4 separate regions of the Mus musculus genome follow, and regions 1, 3 and 4 are each linked to region 2. The links are chromatin contacts, called in public Hi-C and promoter capture Hi-C maps. All regions are on one chromosome and are shown on one strand. The core of a region is the stretch at or near the end of the contact, and the rest is flanking DNA. Distances in the headings are between cores, read along the strand shown. Region 1 overlaps Flt1 (FMS-like tyrosine kinase 1). Region 2 holds the start of Gtf3a (general transcription factor III A). Region 3 holds the start of Cdk8 (cyclin-dependent kinase 8). Region 4 has its middle 6.4 kb from the start of Gm46943.

Region 1 (2,781 bases), core at 278-2,777, 620 kb before region 2:
AGCCAATCTTTTGTATCTTATTAAGGAGTGTGTGGGAGGAAAAGAGTGGGTTTTTGTTGTTGTTTTTGGTTTTGTTTTGTTTTTTTTAACTTGCTCTTTGATGAGGAAAAGATAAACCCTAATTTATATCCTCTACCCTGCAATTAAAGATTAAGACCAGAGCCAGGCCTGTCCAGGCTGGTCTACCCCATGTGGCTCATGGATTTCTCTCCATCCCAGCTCTCACTAATCTAGTGATTCTAACCCAATATTACAGGCTAGGAGATGCCTTTCTCCCTCCTGTGTCCATCTTGGGCTCATGTAACGTATGGTACCCGAGAACAACAGTCTCCTAGACCCTGCTGCGCTCAGGTGCTGCCTGTAATAACTGTGCCACGGTCTATTTCCTGAGACCACTAACCACGGATGTGACTAGAAGGAGGAATTTATTTCTACAGGCCAGAAGTCCAAAGTAAAGGTGTTGGCAGGGACGCACGCCCTTCGGAGGCTTGGTGGGAAGTGATCTATCTGCCTCTCACGGTGTCTGTGGCTTCCTGCTGTCCTCAGTTTGGGCTGTCCTCAAGCCCTGTCTCTGGTTGGTTATGACTGCCATTTGTGTGCCTACTGCATTGGAGTCCACCTGGCTAAATCAGAACGAGCTCCTCCTCTTTAAACCTCAGCTTAATTGCAGAGTTGCTCTCAGGCTACCAGGATTTGACATGATATTGGGGGAAGGGCAGGCAGCCCCCCCACCCCACTCCACCCCACCCCACCTCCGATTTAGCTGATCACAGGAGCTACCTGATTCAAGAATAGGCCGGGGCTATTCCCAAGTCTTGTTTCCAGTGAGAATCCCATCTCCTCAAACACTCCACTCCTGGCCACAGGCATGCTGGTTCCACCCAGCCGCACCGAGGTAGTGTATATATTCCAAACAAAGAACGTTTGACTAGGGACAGGAGGGATTCTAGATCAGGTAAGGACAGGTGACCCGCTTAGGCAGTCATTAGTCTTTGCCCAGAAAACATCAGGGAGGCGTTTGATGGACTGTTTCTCTTTCTCTTTAGCTTGAGAATAGCGAGTAAAAGCAAGGAGGCGGGACTTTCCGATCTGCCGAGGCCCAGCTTCTGCTTCTCCAGCTGTGGCCACATCAGGCCCGTGCAGGACGATGAATCTGAGCTGGGAAAGGAGTCCTGCTGTTCTCCACCCCCAGACTACAACTCCGTGGTGTTGTACTCCTCCCCGCCCGCCTAAAGCTTCTCACCAGCCCCGACAACCAGCCCCTGACAGTATTATACATCTATGAGTTTACACCTATTCCGCTCCACAGGAGCCAGCTGCTTTTCGTGACCTTTAATCGTGCTTTTTTGTTTTTTGTTTTGTTTGTTGTTGCTGTTTTGACTAACAAGAATGTAACCCCAGTTAGTGACGTGTGAAGAATACTATTGTTAGAGAAATCCCCCCCGCAAAGCCTCAGGGTAACCTGGACAGGAAGGAGCAGGTGCCTCTGGCGACCGCCCCGCCCACCGGCCATGGCCCCACCCACCCTCCCTGCAGCTGTGGGACTAGAGGCAGTAAGCCCATTAGCTCATGGCTGCATGCACTGACCTGCTCTGTCTCTCTTATGGAGGAAAGGGAGAACAGAGCAAACAGGAGGCACAGGAAAAGGCTTTGGGATGCGTCCGTCCTGTGGAGCCCGTGCAGGAGGGGGCTCCGCTATGCCACTTCAGTGACTTCTCACTCCTGGCCTCCGCTGTTTCGGGCCCCCTTCCAAGAGGTATCAGAGCAGAACATGAGGGACGTTTCCTAGACCAGGGCACATGTTCTCGGGAACCACAGTTAATCTTAAATCTTTTCCCGGGAGTCTTCTGTTGTCTGTTTACCATCCAAAGCATATTTAACATGTGTCAGTGGGGGTGGCGCTTGGCTTCTGAGGCCAGAGCCATCATCAGTTCCTCTAGTGAGATGCATTGAGGTCATACCCAAGCTTGCAGGCCTGACCTTCGCATACTGCTCACGGGGAGTTAAGTGGTCCAGTTTGGCCTAGTAAGGTTGCCTACTGATGGGCTCAAAAGCCACATTTTAAACAGGTTTTATCTCAAGTATTAATATATAGACAAGACACTTATGCATTATCCTGTTTTATATATCCAATGAATATAACTGGGGCGAGTTAAGAGTCATGGTCTAGAAAAGGGGTTTCTCTGTACCCAAATCGGGCTGGTTGGACCAAGACCCAGAGAGGCAGAGTGGTTGTCCCAGCTATAGTTACTAAACTACTCACCCAAAGTTGGGACCTCACTGGCTTCTCTTTACTTCATCATGGATTTCACCATCCCAAGGCAGTCTGAGAGGAGCTAAAGAGTATCAGCCCATATTTATTAAGCACTTTATGCTCCTTGGCACAGCAGGTGATGTGTAATTTATGCAAGCTCCCTCTCCAGCTAGGACTCAGGATATTAGTCAATGAGCCATCAAAAGGAAAAAAAAAAAACCATCTTATTTTCATCTGTTTCATACCTTGTCTGGGGTCTAATGACGATGGCAACAGGGTAGACATGGGAAGACAGGGTAGAAAAGGGTGCCCGCTCTTTGGGGTCTAGAGATGAGCCCTGGGTCTCTAAAATGGCTCTCTTAGAAGTTGTATGTGCAAATTATGGTCTGTGTGCTTAGGTCGTGCACACCTGCCGGAGCCGGTCACAGCTGGGCAGACGATGAATAGCTGCTTTGGGAGAGCAGAGCATGCTAGCCACTTAATTCTCTGACCGGGCCAGCATCATGGGTACCTGCTCCCCTGTGTAC
Region 2 (3,153 bases), core at 226-2,725:
CTGCTCCTATGGGGTGCAGGCTTCCCCAGCAAACCCCTTTTCAAGGTGGCTTTGAACCCAGATAGCCTGTCTGCCCAGATCTCTGCTACAGCATCATTTTACAGCAAAGAGGCAGAGGAAAGGTTGCATCTCATCGCAGGTGACCTGTGTCCATACTAAGAGATAGCAGGCACAGAGACAGTTAAATGTGTCACAACAGCTGAAAAAGCTCACAGGTGCAAAGGCAACCGAAGGAAACAGCTCCCAGCCCCAAACACAATCTCCAAGTGGGACCCTGGAGGTGGGGAAGGGGATGCTGTCATGAATCCACAGTAAAGCTATATCATATCCTAACATCCAGTTCTGTGTTTCCCAACTATGGAAATAATCTGAAATACAGGAAAGGTGGCATCAAGCCTTCAATCACAGCCAGTGGACAGGAAGACACAAGTGAGCCACACTGCTCAGCACGGCGTCAAAGAACCTTGTTCAGATCCAGTCCCAGGGCAGGACCCGTACTAATCAAATTATTGTCGAGTTTGGAACAATAAACACAACTTCAAAGCCACGTGTGGTGGTGCACACCTTTAATACTAGCACTCTGGAGGCAGAGGCAAGTGGATCTTTGAGTTCGAGGCCAGTCAGGTCTACAGAGTGAGTTCAGAGTGAGTTACACAGAGAAACCCCGTCTCAAAAAAACAATGATAATAATGATGATGGTGATGAACCACAACTTTTAAGTGTCCACTAGAAAGCAAGCTCTGCCTCGGACACAGGGACAAAGAAAGGCCAAAATGTGGGAACAGAATGGTCAAAGAGAAACAGGGATAAAGTTACAAAGTATGTTATGAGGGACAACAGTGGGTTGGTAAGTCTGTCAAGAGATAGACCAGGGTACAACCAAATATAAGAACCAGGGTAAAGGGCCAAGCAGGAAGGCTTTTCCTGACCACCTTTACCCACAGCCTTAGTACCCGACCAAAGCCCGCCTGCAATTAAAAGGGTGCACACTTGTTGCTTGCAGGAAATCCTGACATCCTAGAATTCGGTCTTTGCAGAGCGCCTGCCCTGCCCTGCCCTGCCCTGCCCTGCCCTGCCCTGCCCTGCCCTGCCCCAGCCAAGCCCAGGACGCAGCCCCTGCGCCAGGCCCTGCCGTGCACACGGGCGGCCAGGTTACCTCCCCCGTGTGTTTGCATAGGTGCGCGTCTAGCTTCCAGGCTTTGTTGTAACTGGCGCTGCAGTCGGGAAAGGAGCAGATGAACCTGCTGGGCAGCGCGGGGCGCGGCGGCGCGGGGCCCTCACAGGCCCCGACGAACGCATCCGCGATGGTCAGCGACGACACCGCTTCCGCGACTGACACCCGCGGCTCCAGGGCGACACGATCGGGCCCGGGCTGACGCGGGGCAGCCACGTGCCGTCCCCGGGAACGCGGGACGCAAGCCACTGGCGCCCGGAGACTTTGAACTTCCGGGAACGCGGCCCGCTAAGGCTCCAGGCCCCGCCCCTTAGCCCCCCCCCCACGCGCGCCACGACTGCGCATGCTCCCAGAGGCCGTAGAGCCCGGTTGCACATGCGCATCCAGGACTCGTCCACGGCGAGAGGCAGCCAGGCTCTGGGCTCTGGTTTCGCGGCTTAGGGAAACGGAAGCGCTGCTTAAACGTCCCAAATATCAACCTGACATGACTTAAGGTGGCCTGTTTTTCACATTCCAGTTTTGCCCTCTGCATCCTGCCACTAGCCTCAGGACATGGTGAATCCCAAGCTTGTCTGCTCCTTCGAGTCACGTGGAATTTTTTTTCAAAATTCCGAAGCCCAGAACTTAACCAGGACCAATTAAACCTTAATTTCTGACAGCAATTGTGCTGGTGTTTTGTCAACTTTCCTTTTGTATCACTGAGTCCTCTAGTGTTTGACGCTGTTTTCAGTTGTGGGATTTCCTCTTTCCCTTATCTTGATTTAATCTCCGTAATGGCAGAGACTGGAAAATACCCTATTCGAATCCTCCCTGGCAAAGTGTAGTGCATCAATGAAGGGCAGAACCGATCTTTCTGCTAGTTGGATGACGACAACCATGGGAAATCTTAAAGCTTGTTTGTTTGTTTGTTTGTTTGTTTGGTTTTGGTTTTTCGAGACAGGGTTTCTCTGTATAGCCCTGGCTGACCTGGACTTCACTTTGTAGACCAGGCTGGCCTCGAACTCAGAAATCCGCCTGCCTCTGCCTCCCGAGTGCTGGGATTAAAGGCGTGCGCCACCACACCCAGCTTTTTTTTTTTTTTTTTTTTTTTTTTAATGAATATCTTTACTGAAGAAGGTTAAAATGTACTTTATTCCAGTCAAACTAATCTACAAGAAAAAGGATTGAATGGAGGGCGGTCTCAACACTGTTGACAGGTCATTCTCTGTGCGGCCCTGTTGGGATCTCATGCTCACGGCCCCCTCTGCTCCTTGTAGTCATGCCCCATGCGCATGTGCAGATTGCTGGCCGGCTCTTCCTTCCTTCCAGTCCCTCTTCCCCTTTCTCACTCTCTTGTCTGCTCTACCCCATCAGCGGACACTCTTCTTTCAGCTCCAGTCTTCTGTCTCTCCTTTTCCCTGAAGATGAGCTTCTAGAAGATTCTGAGATCCCACCCCTGTGACCATTGTTTTCCAAGGATTTTGGTCTCAGTCAAGCAGCCTGGACTTCTTCATCTTCTTTTTCTCCTCCTGCTTGATAACCCTGGTTAGACAATATGGGACCCAGCCAGGATTCAGGTTCTTTCCAGACCCTAACATACCAGTTTCGGGAATGGGGAGTGTGTTTGGGGGAGGGGGGCAGATTGTGAGTCATGAACATGGACAGAACTAGCCCAGTAGTGGTAGTGCATGGCTTTAACCCCACACAGGAGGCAGAAACAGGTGGATCTCTGAATTCAAAGCCAGCTTGCTCTTACAGAGTGAGTTCCAGGACATCCAAGGCTACACAGAGAACCCCTATCTCAAAAAAAATAAAACAAACAAAACAAATAAACATAAGCCATAGCTAGAACTGTTGCATCTCTATTCCAGCTAGTGAAGTTCATTTATTAGCCTTCATCCAAAGTGGCTGGAGATCTTTTTCACTCCTGAATGCTGAACCCAACATGGTTTGCAGGGTGGGTGAGAGCTATGATCCCATCAGAACAGGGCTATTCAAGG
Region 3 (2,916 bases), core at 22-2,521, 720 kb after region 2:
AGAAGAGGCTATTTAAAGCAAAAGGATTAAAGTTCACTGGCAGCTGATAGATTCTGCTTTAAGAGCTTGCACAACATAGCCCCTATCTGTCACTTGCTTTTTTTCCCCACACACCATCCACTCTGCACCAAATCCCCATTGTTCTATATAAAAACTCACAGCTAATGATACCTGAATAGCAACTGCTACATTTACATTACAGATGATCCTTCATGGAACTCTACAGACCCACATTTACTCGATGTCTTCTTTCTCCCATCAAATCCAAATTTGGCCACCAACTGATCACAACTGATAAGGGGAAAAGATCAGAGCTTCTCTTCCAGACTGATGGATATCACTCCAGAGCCAGATGAGTTAGTCCCCAAAAGGTTACCGGATAAATCAACCAAAGAAGAACAGATTTATTTAAACGGGCATCTTATAACCATCTTCTTTAAAAAAAAAGAAAACTATTCTGTACAGAAATTCACACAAAAAAAGAAAAAGCAAAAAAGGTACACACTGCCCACGAGACAGAAGGTCCGTCTCCCTCTTGCACGAAGGGTTTCTTGTGAGTCTGGATTCCTGGGACACCACTTCCTCCCCAAAGCAGGCTGGCCAGGACAGAGGCAGTCTTGGAGGAAGTGGGGACCCCGACATCCGAGCCGGGCACCTGCCTCCCAGCCTCGAGGACACCCGCAGCGACACCCACACTCACCCATCTTTCCTCTTCGCCTTGTAGACGTGCCCGTAAGTGCCTCGACCAACTTTGCAGCCCTCGTATTCAAACAGGTCCTCGACCCGCTCCCGCTCGCTGCTCAGCTTCACTTTAAAGTCATAGTCCATTGTCACAGCCTCCAAGGCCGGGGTGCTGGGGCGGGGGGCCGAGGGCCGCGGTGGGGACCGGGCCGCGCAGCAGCCGCAGCCCCCGAGCTACACCCGCCGGCCGCAGCACCAGCCCGCCTCACGAGGCGACGGCAGGAGGCCCCGCGCGGGCGCCGGGGACATCCAGGGGAGCGCCGGGCGGTCCCCGCGGGCGCGCGACAGCCGAGGGACGCGCTGGGGGCGGGGAGCAGCGTCCGCCCTTGTCCCCGCGCTCCCGGGGCGCCGGCTCGCGCGCGGTTGGCCGCGCGTGCTGCTGCGGGTGCGACGCGGGGCGGCCACGGCTGACTCTGCTCCTCGCCCACGCGCGTCCGCGCCTCACCTTCTCCCACACGCGCTCACGAACACTCAGGCTGCCATCCGCCCGGACAGACCAGCGACGCCACACAACAGCCGGTAGCTCCTCCGAGAGAGGAGGAGGAGAAGGAGGAGGAGGAGGAGGGCGAGGAGGAGGAGGAGGGAGAGAGAGGACGAGCGCGGAACACGGCAGCCGCTGTCGTAAAAACGTCGCGAAGCCTCGCGCTGCCTCCGCCCCACCTGTGAGCGACTCCGGAGCTGGCAGCCGTCTCTTCTGACGCCGGCAGGCGAAAGGGCCTCGCTCAGCCGCGGAGCGGAGCTGCTGACAGACTTACCACGTGGACTAACCCAGTCGCCAGTGCGGCCAGAAACTCCAAGGCTCAAGTGCACGGGTGGCTGCAGAAGCAGTCTTTACCACGACGCCGCGAATTCAGAACGTTGCATGATGGGATTGGTAGTCCGTCACGCAACGAGTTTCTGCTGCATGGAGATTATTTTTCCCAAAGCCGCATCTCTACAATCCAATTTACTTAGCCCATATAAACTTAGCAAAAGACACCTGTTAGGTCGTGGGGGATGGGGGGTGGGGGGCGGTTATTTTGTATTGAAGTCACTTCTGAACTCCAGGATTTAGAAAAGGGCAATTACTGCTCCCCACCCCCACCCCAAAGACTCCAGGTTTTTCCTTTCGTAGCCTCAACCTGTTTCTAAATACTACAATAAACTACGTGGTTGTATTTAAGATTTCTCTTCTTTCTTTGACATCTTTATACCACGGGGGGGGGGGGGGCGGTGGGGGGGGGAACTTAGTGAAGGGGACTGGGGAGATGGGTTAGAGTGCTAGAACGCTTGCCACGTGTTGTAATTTGATTTCTGTTGCTGTGATAAAACACCATGTCCACATATAACTTGGCGAGGGAAAGATTTATATCAACTTACAGGTAACAGTCTGCCACCAAAAAAGCCAAGACACCTGTTTAAAGAGGAAAAAAAAAAAGCTTTTAATCCACACATGTTTAAGTGTGCCTGTAATACTAAAGCAAGGGAGACAAAAAATAAATAAATAAATAAATAAATAAAATAAATAATAAAAAAGGCAGGATCTCTGCAGCAGGATGACCGGCTAGCCTTACTGAAATGGTATGCTCTCAAGGTTCCATGATAGACATCAACCTCTAGACTCCAGACGTATGCACTCATGCTTATACTTGCACACATCTGTGCATACACAAGAATGCTTATAGCCGGGCGTGGTGGCGCGCACCTTTAATCCCAGCACTTGGGAGGCAGAGGCAGGCAGGATTCTGAGTTTGAGGCGAGCCTGGTCTACAGAGTGAGTTCCACGACAGCCAGGGCTACACAGAGAAACCCTGTCACGGAAAACACAAACAAACAAACAAAATACGCTTATACACACAGGCAGATAAATTGGCAGAAATATCAAATAGGTCGTTGATAGTAAAGCAAGAATGTGTCTGCTATAGGCCTTACATGCCCTCTAATGACCCAGATTTGATTCCTAGCACCCGCATGGTGATGGCTCAGAATCCTCTGTAGCTCTAGTTCCAGGGGAGCTGACACACTTCTGGGAGTTGTGAGCACTATACATGTGGAGTGGCGTGTACATACACTCAGAGGCGCGCGCGCACACACGCACACAAAGTAAATAAATAATTTTTTTTAAAGACAGGCTCATGTGTTATAAAAATATAACAAGAAAATTTCTATTTTAAAAAATAAATTTAGCCAGGTGGT
Region 4 (2,845 bases), core at 225-2,724, 960 kb before region 2:
GCCTTCACAGTTACCGTCCTGCGATTTTAGGAGAAGAACTGTTACGTTTCACTTTTTTTCTCATGACAAAATGCTGTTTGGTTTTGGACCTGGGGACAAGGAACTGAGGTGCATGTCTTACATATCAAAGCAAATCTGGCCTCCAGGTTCTCCCAGCATCTCTCAGTCCCTCAGTCCCTACCTGGCATACCCTGCCCTCAACCCTGAACTCTCCCTATATAATCCAGATATTTGGTCTCCTCTCCTCTCCTCTCCTCTCCTCTCCTCTCCTCTCCTCTCCTCTCCTCTCCTCTCCTGTCCTCTCCTGTCCTCTCCTGTCCTCTCCTCTCCTCTCCTCTCCTCTCCTCTCCTCTCCTCTCCTCTCCTCTCCTCTCCTCTCCTCTCCTGTCCTCTCCTCTCCTCCTCCTCCTTCCTCTCTCTCTCTCTCTCTCTCTCTCTCTCTCTCTCCCTCTCTCTCTCTCTGCGCTCACATCCTTTTTCTCTTTCTCTTCCTCCTCTCTCCTGTCCCTCCGCCTGGTGACTTCCCTGGCCTCAGTCCTTGGAACCTTGTCCAAAAGCACTTCCCCCATAAACGTGCATTTAATATAATCTAATCTGCCTTGAATTGGCTCATTTCACCCGGCTAGAAATAACCTATCAGATGCCATCTTGGACTTTGCCCCCACCCTAACCCCCCAGGAGCCATGGCGACCACAGCAGAATAATACAGTGCTACTCAAGTCTATGGCTATGGTCAAGGAGATACTGGCATTCCCTACGGGAGAGGGGAATCAAGACACCATCACCTGCAAGTGATCTATGGGAGATGTTAGATTACAAGAAGCTAGCCAGTTAACTGAAAGGGACCACCGTGCTGCAGCTTCCATGAGGTTGCCATCTATGACTGGGCGGGGCTTTGTTATGACAGAACTTTTGGGAGGGTCACCCACACTTCTGTAACTAACCCTTCATTTATGCTTGTCTCTTAAAAAGAACCCACTGGGTTCTTTGCACCAAACTGGACTTGGATGAGATTACCCCTTTGTTGTTGTTGGCTATCTGTGGTGAAGAGGCATCTCCCCAGGGAAGGTGACTCCAGGTCCCAGAATAAGAACTTCCAGTCCAATGGAGATAGCGTGCCATGGTCTGTTTACAGGGTGCATACTTGGCATCCTTACCCACAAATCCATGGGACCACATTGCACAAGGCTGCGTTGCACAAGTCAGTCCAGAAAATAGGCAGTCAAGCTTCCCCCCTCGTGACTTTGTTATAGCCTGAAAATAAAACAGATAGCCCAAGAAAAAGCTCCAGAGAGTAACATGCATAGATGACAGACAGCGGGAGAGACTGTGGGGACTGGGGGCGGGGGTGGGGGCAGGGGTGGGGGTGGGGGACGGGACTCTGGAGCCCCCTGCTCAGTTTGCAGGCAGCTGAGCCACAGAGAGTCCCTCCTCTCCACAGCTGAGCAAGACTGGGTTAACAACCTGGCTCTGTTTCGCCGAGGGAGCACACTTAGGAAAGACCTCACCTGTTCCCCCTCTTTTGTCATCCTCTCAGAGACAGGCCATGGGAGGAATGGCGCACTGCCAGGTGCCTCTGGACCTTCTCCTTCATAAACTGTCCCTTTTGCTGCAGCTATTCGTGGGCTGAGGCCCGGGAAAGCAGCTGGAGGTTAGGGAGAAATGGATGAACTGCGCATGTGCTGTCAGCTCCGTAGCCTGTTACCATCAACCTTGAAGAGGTGTCATTTATAACCACGGGTAAACTGCTTACAGCAGGCGAAATGGGATAAGGTTCAGGGCAAAGGGGGAAGTGATAATAACCCTGTGTCAGGGACTTAGCAGGAAGAAGTGCCCTGACGCGGTCTGTACTTCTCCATGAGAACAGGGCATGGCTGGACACCATGCCATAGGGATCTGGGAATATAGCTCACTGATATAATACCCATCCCGCATATGTAAAGCACTGAGTTCAATTCCAGGTAAATCACAGTAAAGAAGCAGACAGGCATACCCAGAGAGGTAGCTCACTGGTTAAGCGCAACCACAGCTCTTGCAGAGACCTCAGTTTCCGAGCCCAGCACCCAGATGATGACTTACAACCATCTGTAACTCCAGTGCCTGAGGATCCAGCTCCCTCTTCTGGCCTCTGCAGGCATTGCATGCATTTGATGCACATACTTACTTGTAGGCATATTTTTAAGTGAAGAAGCCAAAAAGCCGCCCCAGGCTGCTTTCTGAAACCTTAAGCCAGATACCAGCTTGAAGTTGTTCTTGGCCAACAGAGCCCACAGGGCCTGCCAGTAGTGAATCCTGTGCAGAGGAAACCCCTCCACCCCAGGCCTCTCAGACACCGTTCTCCGTGGGCAACATTCTTTGCATAATATGCATGGCAAAGAGGACTCCTTGTGAAGATGATAGTAAGAATAAAACCCAGCAGAAACACACCTATGCAAATCTTATCAATAGACTTGAATCATCGATGCCTGATATGTTTAAAGAAAAAGAAGAGGGCTGGAGAGATGGCTCAGTGGTTAAGAGCACTGACTGCTCTTCCATAGGTCCTGAATTCAAATCCCAGCAACCACACGGTGGTTCGCCCTCTTCTGGTGTGTCTGAAGACAGCTACAGTGTACTTACATATAATGATAAATAAATAAATCTTTTTCTAAAAAAAAATCTCTCACATCAGTAGAAAACTTAAAAAGAAAAGAAAAGAAAAAAGAAAAGAAAAGAAAAGAAAAGAAAAGAAAAGAAAAGAAAAGAAAAAGGAGAATATCCAGAGAAAAACATGTCTTGCTGTGGCCCCATTTAACAGTGCATTTGGGAACCTGAATTCTTCCGATCTTTCTCCTGGCCTTCTGTC

Evidence for each region. Promoter capture Hi-C pulls out the DNA fragments that hold promoters and counts their contacts. Hi-C and Micro-C count contacts between places; a contact is called where the count stands out from the background.
Region 1: a Hi-C map of regulatory T cells shows a contact between it and region 2, with 6 times the contacts expected there. The contact joins the enhancer-like site here to the promoter of Gtf3a in region 2. A contact is called at or near these places in 1 of 39 promoter capture datasets (pre-B cells), 1 of 484 Hi-C or Micro-C datasets (regulatory T cells) and 3 of 115 datasets of contacts at active chromatin or transcription factors (acute myeloid leukemia, bone marrow-derived macrophages and thymic regulatory T cells).
Region 3: a Hi-C map of regulatory T cells shows a contact between it and region 2, with 4 times the contacts expected there. The contact joins the promoter of Cdk8 here to the promoter of Gtf3a in region 2. A contact is called at or near these places in 2 of 39 promoter capture datasets (erythroid cells and pre-B cells), 3 of 484 Hi-C or Micro-C datasets (CD4 T cells, muscle stem cells and regulatory T cells), 1 of 115 datasets of contacts at active chromatin or transcription factors (memory CD8 T cells) and 1 of 9 other capture datasets (liver).
Region 4: a promoter capture Hi-C map of liver shows a contact between it and region 2, with 2.7 times the contacts expected there. The contact joins the enhancer-like site here to the promoter of Gtf3a in region 2. A contact is called at or near these places in 10 of 39 promoter capture datasets (the 3T3-L1 cell line, the C10 cell line, embryonic stem cells and 5 more) and 1 of 9 other capture datasets (macrophages).

What each region holds. Positions count from the first base shown.
Region 1 is chr5:147,562,672-147,565,452 of GRCm38.p6, reverse strand. It overlaps Flt1 (FMS-like tyrosine kinase 1), which reads left to right. Exons shown (of 30, transcript NM_010228.4): 30 at 1,047-2,781. The coding sequence ends at 1,233. Among named protein-coding and RNA genes, the nearest start is that of Gm35383, 96 kb to the left of the region's middle. Within about 2 kb of position 1,527, at least 72 of the 459 cell types and tissues checked have an H3K27ac peak or open chromatin away from gene starts, as enhancers often do. A contact at or near this core is called in regulatory T cells and thymic regulatory T cells, where this site is marked.
Region 2 is chr5:146,946,979-146,950,131 of GRCm38.p6, reverse strand. Gtf3a (general transcription factor III A) reads right to left here and starts at 1,475. Exons shown (of 9, transcript NM_025652.3): 1 at 1,157-1,475. The coding sequence starts at 1,351.
Region 3 is chr5:146,229,605-146,232,520 of GRCm38.p6, reverse strand. Cdk8 (cyclin-dependent kinase 8) reads right to left here and starts at 1,271. Exons shown (of 13, transcript NM_153599.4): 1 at 701-1,271. The coding sequence starts at 828.
Region 4 is chr5:147,910,265-147,913,109 of GRCm38.p6, reverse strand. No RefSeq gene overlaps it. Among named protein-coding and RNA genes, the nearest start is that of Gm46943, 6.4 kb to the left of the region's middle. Within about 2 kb of position 1,474, at least 17 of the 459 cell types and tissues checked have an H3K27ac peak or open chromatin away from gene starts, as enhancers often do. A contact at or near this core is called in liver and macrophages, where this site is marked.